3 separate regions of the Zea mays genome follow, and regions 1 and 2 are each linked to region 3. The links are chromatin contacts, called in public Hi-C maps. All regions are on one chromosome and are shown on one strand. Each heading gives the region's core, a stretch centred on a gene start, on an enhancer-like site or on the middle of the called end of the contact. The rest is flanking DNA. Distances are from core to core; before and after follow the strand shown. Region 1 holds the start of LOC100285626 (protein kinase domain containing protein). Region 2 holds the start of LOC103638745 (probable E3 ubiquitin ligase SUD1). Region 3 holds the start of LOC732805 (glossy15).

What was found. A called contact is a pair of places that touch in the nucleus more often than the background predicts.
Region 1: a Hi-C map of ear shows a contact between it and region 3, with 5 times the contacts expected there. The contact joins the promoter of LOC100285626 here to the promoter of LOC732805 in region 3. A contact is called at or near these places in 6 of 25 Hi-C or Micro-C datasets (bundle sheath, ear, leaf and 2 more).
Region 2: a contact with region 3 is called in a Hi-C map of leaf, with 4 times the contacts expected there. The contact joins the promoter of LOC103638745 here to the promoter of LOC732805 in region 3. A contact is called at or near these places in 9 of 25 Hi-C or Micro-C datasets (bundle sheath, ear, endosperm and 3 more).

What each region holds. Positions count from the first base shown.
Region 1 is chr9:100,754,971-100,758,783 of Zm-B73-REFERENCE-NAM-5.0, reverse strand. It overlaps LOC100285626 (protein kinase domain containing protein), which reads left to right and starts at 1,470. Exons shown (of 5, transcript NM_001158517.1): 1 at 1,470-1,544; 2 at 2,079-2,440; 3 at 2,553-2,644; 4 at 3,111-3,584. The coding sequence starts at 2,081.
Region 2 is chr9:101,300,269-101,303,727 of Zm-B73-REFERENCE-NAM-5.0, reverse strand. LOC103638745 (probable E3 ubiquitin ligase SUD1) reads right to left here and starts at 1,554. Exons shown (of 9, transcript XM_008661571.3): 1 at 1,037-1,554; 2 at 1-318. The coding sequence starts at 1,273.
Region 3 is chr9:101,042,170-101,045,896 of Zm-B73-REFERENCE-NAM-5.0, reverse strand. It overlaps LOC732805 (glossy15), which reads right to left and starts at 1,344. Exons shown (of 9, transcript NM_001254783.1): 1 at 894-1,344; 2 at 756-781; 3 at 623-653; 4 at 448-535; 5 at 85-230. The coding sequence starts at 1,285.

The DNA of each region.
Region 1 (3,813 bases), core at 221-2,720, 290 kb after region 3:
ATGCTAGTAAACAAATTACATATACGCTTGAATCATCACGTGTTGGCACATAGGTCATTACATTAATTCTGGACAATACATATGGCTCCAGTCGTATTGCCCTAGTCACGCCACGTAGGTCATGAATAATTCATATATATATATGCATCATATACACACAACAACCTTGTTTTTAACAGTGAGCTTGTAAAGTTTCATAAAAATTAAACCTCAAATTTATCATATAAAATTCGGGTACCATTCGGATAGGGATATGACTATTTTTTCACCTTTTTGTTATAGAGGGCAAATAATGTATAAATCAATTTATGCCAAAAATTATTCTTATCTATGATAATGTGCTTCATAACATAAAAAAATGCTAGAATCAAATTTCATACATATCTATTTTAAAATATTAGATTTGTCATAACAGTTTGGGTACCTATTTTCATCCCTAACGATCATTTCCTCTCTGACTGAGTATTTTAAAATAGCTTTGGCTCGTCTAGAAAAACTACTCGCATGAAGAAGCCAGAGCCAATGTTATTTTTATAGAAGCTAAAGCCCTCCCAAAGGAGCCCTTAATCGCCTGTATTCATGACGTGGATCGTTAGCTTCTAGATGGGATGTGAGAGAACACCCGTATACAGCATGAAACAAAGTCGCACGCAGCGCAACATTGTCAGATAGTACCATCTCGCTAGGTATAAAAAAAGTTGGTCTAGTTTTCAACTCATATACTCCCTCCGTTTCATTTTAGTTGTCGCTGGATAGTTCAATTTTGCATTATCCAGCGACAACTAAAACGAAACGGAGGAAGTATTTCTCAGTCTTTTGGCTAAGATAAAATACAATATCTACACTTTAATATGTAGTATGTGTGTATATATCCACTTTAATTTTAAATTTTTTAGGAACGGTTCACTTTAATTTTAAATTTATTTTTATGAAGAAACTCCATCACAATGGCCGTCACTCGACCTTTGCATGTACCGCACGGACATTGTACTAATACAAATACAGATGTATAAGAAGAATGTAAAATAATTAGAATGATTTAAATGTTTGTGATTTCTAATGTAAAATTATAACTACTTCGTTAATTCTAAATTATAAGGTATTTCTAGATTTATAGAAAAAAAACTATAAACATAAAAATACCAAAACATCTTAAAACTATAAAAGAAGAAAGTATTTCAGAGCAAAATTTTGAAAATGATACATATATTATATACATAAATAAATCATTAAATTAAAGCCGTTGCGCAGAAAGAAAAAGGAAAAGGAGACCAGCAGCAAAGAAGAAAATCCGCCCGCGTATATAACCGCTCTACCGCTCAAGGCTCGACTCCCGTGCGCTTGCGGTGCGGACGCTTCCCCTCCACCTCCGCACACATCTCCAAGTCCAACTAACCATGCCAGTCTACCGCAGTACTGCCGACTTCTAGCAGTTGTTTTATAGGTTAGTTTCGTTGCCTTGTGGCTTTGTTAGTGTATCAAAACCAATTCGCGACATCACTCAGGAAGGGGAAAGCAGGGTCCGGAAAAAGAAGAAGAGACGGGTGAGAATCTGCTTGTTTTCTTGATTCTTGATATGTCGCTGATCCAAATTCCTGCCTTTTTTTTTGTTCCCCATCTAGGTTCCAATTCTATACCTGTCATTACAGTGATTCTCACCGATTAGATTACGTGGTTCCTGTTTCTAGTGGATTGGGGAATTTTTTTATTTTGTTCCTCCTCCATGTTCTACCTTTTCTTACCCATCGATTTTCGCTTTCACAAGTTCACACTTTACACTGTCAATTCTGTTATTATTCGTAGTTTACATTCCAGTATAGTTCTTTCCAGTACTAAATAACTGGGAAGTTGGGAGCCTCAGCTCTCTCTCTGTCTGTGCTTGCTTCCAATGTTACTTCAACTGAAATAAGCATGGAAAATTGGGGTCTTCTCTGTTTGGTAGATGCATTCAAATTGTGAAGAGAAGAATCTCAGCGATTAGATACAACACCAAAAATATGCTTAGAACGTTGTGAAATTTTGACACTGCTCTACGGAATAATGTGTTGGGATTTGTCATGGTGAAATTGGCTCTGCAGGAATGGCAAGCTCCGACTCAAATCCCACCGATGCATTCGAGTACATGCTGCTTGAGAAGGATCCTGATCTCTACCGGACGGTTTTCTCTGGTCCGAGCCAGACAAGCCCATGGATTAACCCGAGTGTGTTAAAGCTGAAGCACCGGATAGGGAGAGGTCCATTTGGGGATGTATGGATAGCAACTCACCACCAAAGGACAGAGGATTTCGATCAGTACCATGAGGTTGCGGTGAAGATGCTGCATCCAATTAAAGAGGACCAGCTGCAGATCTTCTCAGCGAGGTTCCATGAGATCTTCAGCAAATGTCAGGGTCTGGGCAACGTTTGTTTCTTGCATGGCATCTCTACACAGAATGGGAGGGTATGTTGGTTTTTGGGCTGGTTTATTGCCTCCTCATGCTAGGTCTCCCTGTCATACCATCTTGGTGATTAATGTTAATCCGTAGCTTATTTTTGGCTTCATGAATTTTCAGATTTGTATAGCTATGAAGTTCTATGAAGGATCCATCGGGAACAAGATGGCTCGGCTTAAAGGTGGAAAGCTCCCTTTGTCAGAAGTTCTAAGGTACGGTTACAATGCCTAAAGATTTCTATATATACATCTGGTGCACCATGGCAACCATTAAGATCAACATGCAGGATGGAAAATTTCTGAAATTGATCAAGTAGTTTCTCTGAGGCAATGGGTACAATAGTACTAGTTTTTTTTCTCGAACAATCATACGCAGACTAGAAAATTATTATAAAAATTACCTTCTTCAGTGTTATGTTGATTTATTCAAGCTAAAAAAAGGGATAACAGGACATTTGTTCTTTAATTGTATAGTACAATAGTTCGAGGAAAAATGTACAGTACAATGTTATGGTACCTGAAACCCATGTGCTGTCTTAACTGTCACCTATCCTTAAATCAATTTAGTATGACTTCAGTTCATTGTTTCCCTTTGGTAGTGCTTATTATGGTATTATTCAAAGGTGTCTTATATGCTTATTCTCTCGAATATTTTTTCATGACAAATTTAAAATTGCAGATATGGGGCTGATTTGGCACGCGGTGTACTAGGCCTACACACCAGGGGGATATTGATCCTAAATATGAAACCTTGCAATTTTCTCATAGACGAAAATGATTGTGCTGTGCTGGGGGATTTTGGGATTCCATCCCTGCTGTTTGGCCTTTCATTACCTAATCCGGACCTTATCCAGAGGCTTGGAACTCCAAATTACATGGCTCCTGAACAATGGCAACCAAACATCAGAGGTCCGATTAGTTATGAAACTGATTCGTGGGGTTTTGCGTGCAGCGTCCTTGAGATGTTGACTGGCATTCAGCCATGGCGTGGAAAGTCAGCAGATGAGATATATCAGTTGGTTGTCTTGAAGAAAGAAAAGCCAATATTCCCGTGCAGTCTACCTCCAGACATTGAAAATGTGCTTTCTGGATGTTTTGAATATGACTTTAGAAACCGTCCCTTGATGAAAGACATTTTGCATGCATTTGAGAGGTAACATGATAAGTGTCATGGTTTCCTATTATCTGCAGGTTTTATCTGAATTTCCATTAGATGAGTAATTTCGCCATGGTTTATTCTAACATTTGCTTTTATTACATCCAAGACTCTGTAATATCGTCTTATGTCCTGTCAAACCATAGAAATTTGTTGACATGCTTTGGTTGTTCTGTTGTAATATTTTCCCGATATCATATTTACCCCTTCTATTTCTTTTTAGGAA
Region 2 (3,459 bases), core at 305-2,804, 260 kb before region 3:
TCCAAGAAATATAAGGACAATGATAGCTGAGAGAAGGAACCCATGAAGGCAATCGCTAAGAATCAACTGAGCACTGATGTGACTGAGGAACAGCCTTTGCGCTTCACCAATACTTCTCACCAATGTTAACCGCCAAATCCAATAGGTAATGAATGGGATAATCATGAGCCAAACTGAGAGAACAAAGGCAAGCCGAAGGATGAATTGAAACACATGGCATGCTTTCATTCCAACACCAACAATCAGTTCCTGGAAAGGGAGTCTTGTCGGAGCATTATCAGCGTACACGGGTGAGAAGGAGAATGCATGTTTACAGACCTGCAGTGCACAGATGCATAAATCAGAAATTATCTAGAGAAAATGGAGTTATGACAAACAAGACACACATCATCATCATGAGTATGTTTTTTTCCTTGGCGATACAAGCCATTACTACCCAGCCGTACAGCTGTGCTTGGAACCCCCAACTAACACTTGTTCGCTCATTTTCTCTAGATTAGCAAAATGCATTATTCAAGAGGAGGTTTGTTCTAACGATTCCAATCCTATAGAATTCCTCCATTTTTCCTTGTTACAAAGGGGACCTAAGAGAACATAAGGCAACTGAAACTGCAAATCAATCATCAATATCAAGCCAATAGTCTCACTGCTAAGAAGCACAAGATGAGTCTTGCTGCAGGTTAACAGAATTACTATGCCTCTGAAAATACTCTGAAACCACAAGAGCATCGGAGTATTATGAAAATTCATTTGCTAGCTGAATAATCATCAAAACTATGCAATTGCCTGATTCCGAACCTCAATCCCCTAATTCTAGCAACTGAAAAGGCAAGAATAATAGCCTTATCCATTTATCAATGCCTATTAACATAGTTTTGACCCAATCTACACGCCATATCAAAGAAACAGCACCCATATCACCAGCTCAACATTAAATCGATCGATTCCACCACGCAATCGAACTAATCAATCCCTAAAGCAACGACCCAGCGGCGTCCCCGTCGCTGAGTGAGGGCAGGGGCGGCGGCGATATTACCTCGCACTGGCGCGAGTTGCTATGGTCGAGCCACTGGAGGAGGCAGTCCTGGTGCACGAATTTGATGCTTCCGCTGCAGGCGCACGGGTAGCGCAGCGGGTGGTCCTCGTCGCCGCGGTTGCGGCAGATCCGGCACACGTCCCCCTCCTCTTCCTCCTCGTCGTCCTCCTCCCCGTGCGGCGGCCGCGGCTCCTCCGGCAGCTCGCCCGCGACGGACCGTTCGGCCATCTCCGCCATGGCTGCCTCGATGGGGGCGGCGGCGAGGTTAGCCGCGATCGATCGATCGCCCGGGGGGAACGCGGATATAGGCGGTGGTGGGAAGTTGCAGCGAAAACAGGATGAAAAAACGTGGGTTTTTTAGTAGCCTCCTTAATGACGCACCGGTGACGAGGCGCTGGCGGTCGGCTTAACGGGTCCCGATAGGATGGATCCGGTGGTGGGTCCGTGGGTGTGGCCGTGTCGGTTTGGAGATCCGACCTCCGGAGTGTTCTATTTATGATTTATCAAGCTCGACATACTAGAATCTACGCTACGCCTCCTTTTTTTAAGAAAAAAATGGTGGTAAAGTGCTACTTTTGATATTTTTTCCTGTGATTGAAAGCCTATATCGGGATGAAAATGGTCATTAAACATTATTATAACCAGTAGACTTGCACGTACCATATGTGTATAACAGGTTTATTCGAAGAATAAATCTTTTGGGTCAAGCACGGTTGGTTTTTTTATCTTTTGTTATGGATAATGTCTAGTATGTTTTTGTTTACCTTTTGTATATCACACCTTTATTAGTTAAATAAGATATTGCTCTTCTTTGGAGCAACTTAAATAAAGTCGTAAACCAGCCTGAAACCAATATTAGAAGAGGAATCATTTTTTTCTCCAACAGCTCTCTCTTTTCTTTCCCCGAAAATCTTAGTGGCCCACATCCAGCTCCTCTTCTCCCATTTAAGACTGTTTGGTTGGCTTCTCTACGTAGCCTGGCTGCATGAGTCAGGCCGACGGGAGCCTGGCTCCATAAATGCAACCAATTTGCTCGTGCCTGCAGAGCCTGGCTTAGGATGATTTGAGTATCAGGGTGCTTTGAGTATCGTGCGAGCCTGGCTCTACATCTGCATGCAGGTAACCAAACACACACCTCGCACGTATAGAGCCTGATTGACAATAACCAAACACCAGCTCATTGCATCCCGCGATGCAAGCACCAGCAAATACAGGCAACCAAACACACGGTTATTTTCTGGTGAGTGATTCCTCTCTAAACTGGGCGTCCGCGCAACTGAGTTGTCTCCCGCGTTTTTTTTTCATGAGCGTGGTTTTGGTGGAGGAGGGAAGCGACGATGGTGGCAGGAGAGCCATCAGTGGCGTTGGAGGAGGCATGGCGGTGGCTAAGATGCATCCAGCAAGATTTGTCGTACAAATTTGTTGAGCCTAATCACATTGGAACTGGCCGACCTTGTGGGAGGTGGTATCCATTGATGGCATGATCTCGCATAGGCGGCAATGAAGCTCAAAACTGCGATGGTGGAGGCCCCTTGCGAGGTACTTTCCAAGTTGTAAAACCTCCCCATCCCATGTCAGACGGTGTCGGAGTTTAGTCCGACCTAGTTGCATCCTCCTTCTTCGAAGATAGCGGCAACCTCCCTTCTTCGTTCAACCTTCAACAAACGGTATGAAAATTGAAATGTACGTTCAAGAAAATTACATATGGTCGGCTCCTTTTCATTGCATTTCTAATAAACTTAATAATATATTTTCTAAACACAATTCTTTTCCTGCTACAATTGTTGAGGTTCTATCAGGTTGTCCTTTCACTGTGCTATAGAATACCTATTGGGATAGATAGTTGAATCTCATATTTGTTTGTTTTTGTTATGTTGTCATTATTTTAAAAGGAGGAGATTATAAGGAAATGGACTAAGGTCTATTTAATAGTTAAGTTTTGGTGTTTGATGACCAACATAATCATTTGGACTAACATTATTTGCTAGTGTTTATAGATATAGTTCAAAGGATGTAACATGAACTTGGACGAAAACAAGGTGGTGATCGATATGATAAACACCTCAATAAAGATACTAGAAGAATCATTGAATACCTAGAAGATCATGCAATAGTCCAAGACACAGGTGGAAGAAACCCAAACAAAGACACATGAACAATTGAAGAAAGGCAAAACACTTAGTAACACTAGATATGTCTAGATAAGCACTAGATAAAAGTGTTATTGTATTGTAGAAGGGCGACTACTCAAACAATCTAGACTAAACACAAGTGTGCACTAGACATCACATCGGACGACGCATCGAATATGACACTTACAGAAGTCTACAATATGTTTTGGGGAGATCCATAAAGCATTGGGCATGTCTGGTGAGCCATTGAATACCCCACTAGATAGGGTACTAAGAGAGGTTGCACAACAG
Region 3 (3,727 bases), core at 95-2,594:
AAGCCAAAAATAAAAATAAAACAAAAAAATCGGCACTAATCGTTGTTTTGTTTTTTTCCGATTCAGCATTGACTAATTAATTACTTCTTGCCCATGAGCTGGCCGATCCTGGCCTCCCACTTGCCGCACTTGTGCTGGGTGACTCCCCGGAACCTGGAGCTGCCCCTGACGAAGCCGGCGCCCTGCCGCCGGAGCACCAGCACGAACTCCTCCTTGCTCAAGTCCTTCATCTGAGGGATTTGACGCGGCACACGGCAGGAAGACAAGAATCCAGGCATCAAACAGTGAAAGAGACTAAGAGAGAGACGTTATTATTAGTCGATGAACAGAGCAGCTGCAGTGTTCTTAATTTGTTCTATTCACACTCCATTCATGGCGGTGTGTGTGGGCTCCTTCTTCTACCGGTGTTGGTCGTTCGATTCGCAATTGCAACAGGGGGGGAATCACCTTCTTCATCTCGTCCTTGTAGTCGTCCAGGGTGAAGTTGATGTCCGCGTTCAGGCCGCGGAACTTGATCGCGGCTTGGTCGTAGGCCCTGCAGATAGATTCATAGATAGATAGATATATAAGATAAGACGAGAAGATGGAACAGATGCGCGCGAGGAAGAAGAAATCTATGAACCTCGCAGCGGCCTGCGCCGTGTCGAATCCACCTAGAAAAAGAGCAATTCGGACACCTGATTAAATGCCATGAAATGATGCTAGTGTAGTACGTAATTCGAGTCTCAGTTCTTTTCGATTGGACGGGAACTCACCCAAGTACACCTGTTTCCCACAGTCCCTGCCAATGAGAGACAGAGAGAGATGAGCATGAAATGGACATCGCTTGCACAAGCCAAAAAAGTAAAAAAAAAAAACAACAAGCTAGAGCTAGCTAGCTGCAGGCGACTGACCAGATGTGGGACTCCCAGCGGCCGGTGCGGCGGTAGAAGGTGACGCCACGGTACTGCGAGCTCCGTGACCGCGGGCCGCGGCGGCTCTTCCTGGACGCCGACGACCGGACCCACTGCTCCGCCGCGCTACCGGCGGGCACGTGGCATTGCTCCTCCATCGTCGCCTGCTGCGCCGCCGTAGTAGTGGGCGGAAAGAACTGCTGGGTGACGGCGGCCGGCCGGCTGTCCGGCATCGTGGGCCGCGGCACGGGGAAGCCGAAGACCATGCTGCTGGCGCCTTCCACCGGTCGCCCGACCTGCGGCGGCGCCGGCAGCAGCTCGGCCTCCCCCGGCCCGGCGCGCGCAATGCCGTCGACGGCGCTGTGGAAGAATGCTCTCCTGGTGGCGGCCATGGCGGTCGTGCTAGCTGGTGCGTGCGTGCGTGCGTGTACGGAGATAGATGCACACAAACACAGCACACGGCGTTCTTGGCTCTCGAGTCGGGGCTCTCTCTTCTCTCTCTCTATCTATGCGCCGGGATGCATCATTGCAACTTTTTTTCCTCCCCTTTTATGCAGTTTAGACGATACCAGCTGAGCTAGAGCTGATCGTCCCCCCTCTCTGTGTCTCTCTCCCTCCTGTGTCCCACGCGCGCGCACAGAGACACCGTGAGACTGTGAGTGATGTGTGTGCGTTGCACACTTGCACTTGGTAGCGGTCTGCCAAAGAATCTGCAGTCGTAGTGTATCAAGCAGGAACGCTAACTGGGTAAGGAAAGCGAAAGATCTCTGAGCAGGCTATCACTTCTTCATGTCAAGTGTCGTCTTTTATCTCGGGTTGGAAGGATGGAGAACACCAGTCCAGCGACGCTGCGACGGATGCCCCCCTCCCCCTGGCCTATCTATGTGCTTTTGGGCTTGTCACCCAAACATCATCCATCCTATCTGTCTCTTCACGGTGCACATTTTTTACGAATACACAGCGCACATCTCGTGGGTAGTAATACTAGAACTACGAGTTGTGTGCCAGTCAAAGAATATAATTATGAGTTGGTGTGCCAATTGAATTGGTTTATGTTTTATTAAATTTTTAACGAACAATATTCAGATTTATAACTCTAGACCAATTTATTATAAAAAAATACATTTCATAATCAATCTAATGATATTTAATTTGGACGTTACAAATATTAATATTTTTTGTCTATAATTAATCAAATTTAAGATATCAAATATAACACTGCTAAAATTGCTTTTTTCTTTCTTTGACTGAGTTAGAGTGTATGTATATGGTATATGTCCACGGGTTCCAATAGGTGACCAGGGTGCTATGTCAGTTCCACTTCTTACGGTACATTAGTAGTATATATAGGGCTGGCCGAAATATTCATATCTCGTGGCCGGTTTAGCTCGAATTGGCTCGTTTCAATTTTCTCACGAGTCGAGCTAACATCTCATATCATGAGCTCAAACGAGCTATCAGATTTCAGCAAAACGAAACTTATGCATATTATTTACGTATGAATTGGTGAACATGTTACATTTATGTGCGGTGCCTATGGGTTAAATTGATGATTGAAAATTTGTGTTTGTATGTTAAATTGGTCTTTGCGACTGTCCCTGCGAGTTAAAACGATGGATATGAAACTCTCTCATGTCTCCGTTACTAAATCAAAAAATATATAACTATATACTGCGAGTGATGGTTCAATCCATGCTTTATTATATTCTACTTATTAAAAAACAATACTTTAAAACTTTTTACTAAGAATGGCCAACCAGAAGAGCTATCATGGCAGTTCACTATCGGAATTCGGCACTTTACCGAATGTCAAATAATTTGCCAAGTGTTTTCTTCCAGTCATTCGGCAAAGAAACTCTTTGTCGAGTGACAAATAAAAATTACTCGATAAAAAAACACTCGATAAAGAAACATTTGGCAAAGAAGGCGAGTTCGATATACGTAGAAGTTTAGAATCAGTTCTAGTATGACATAAGGTCGAAGACACACAGTATTAAAGTTTAGATGGGTTCTAGCTCTTTGCCTCTTTGGTGCAAATTGAAATGGAGACTAGGTAGCTGATGCCGGAGTATTCCACTCCACGGGCAGTAGCTAGCTAGGTGAGGAGATTACTGGCAGTGGTCAGTGGATCAGCCAAGCAACACTACTACTACTACACTGGTGTGCCTGCCTATTCCAATCCATGTAACCTTAGCCTAACTAGCCCTCGTCCGCATTCACTTCTTCCCTGTGCGCGTAAAGGTCCCCCACCCCACCCACCTTCCACCACCGGCCTCCACTTGCCCCGTCGTTGCTTGCAATGCATGCGCCGGCGAGAGTTAGAGAGGCCGGCACAGCAGAGAGCTAGCACAGGCAGCGGCGACAGGCCGGTTTTCCACTCGATGCATTCGAACGAACGCAAAATGGCGCCGCCGTTGCATGTGTGCTTTGGCCTCTGCGTCCGCTGCCGTCTGCCATGCAATGAAGCAGAGGCCGACAGAGAGATATGCATGGATCGAGGAATTAGCGCGACGAGCATCGTCGTCGTCTTCCATTCCGTGTTCTCCATCTACCTCCGGCTCCGAGTCGCACGTTAACCAGATCGAAGACATCATAATATTGCAGCATGCATGCGTAGGCGTGGGCGCGCCATATATTAACTCCGTGGTCCGTGCGTGTGTCTGTGGGATGTACGGACGGGCTTGCACGTAGGTAGTATAGTTAATATGGTCTGATATATATATATATATATATATACGTATATGATGATATCACCTTGTTATTATCGCCGTTAGAGCACATGTGGAGAACAGCCGCGCGTGCATGACAATAATTAGAGAACAACTACAGGATAT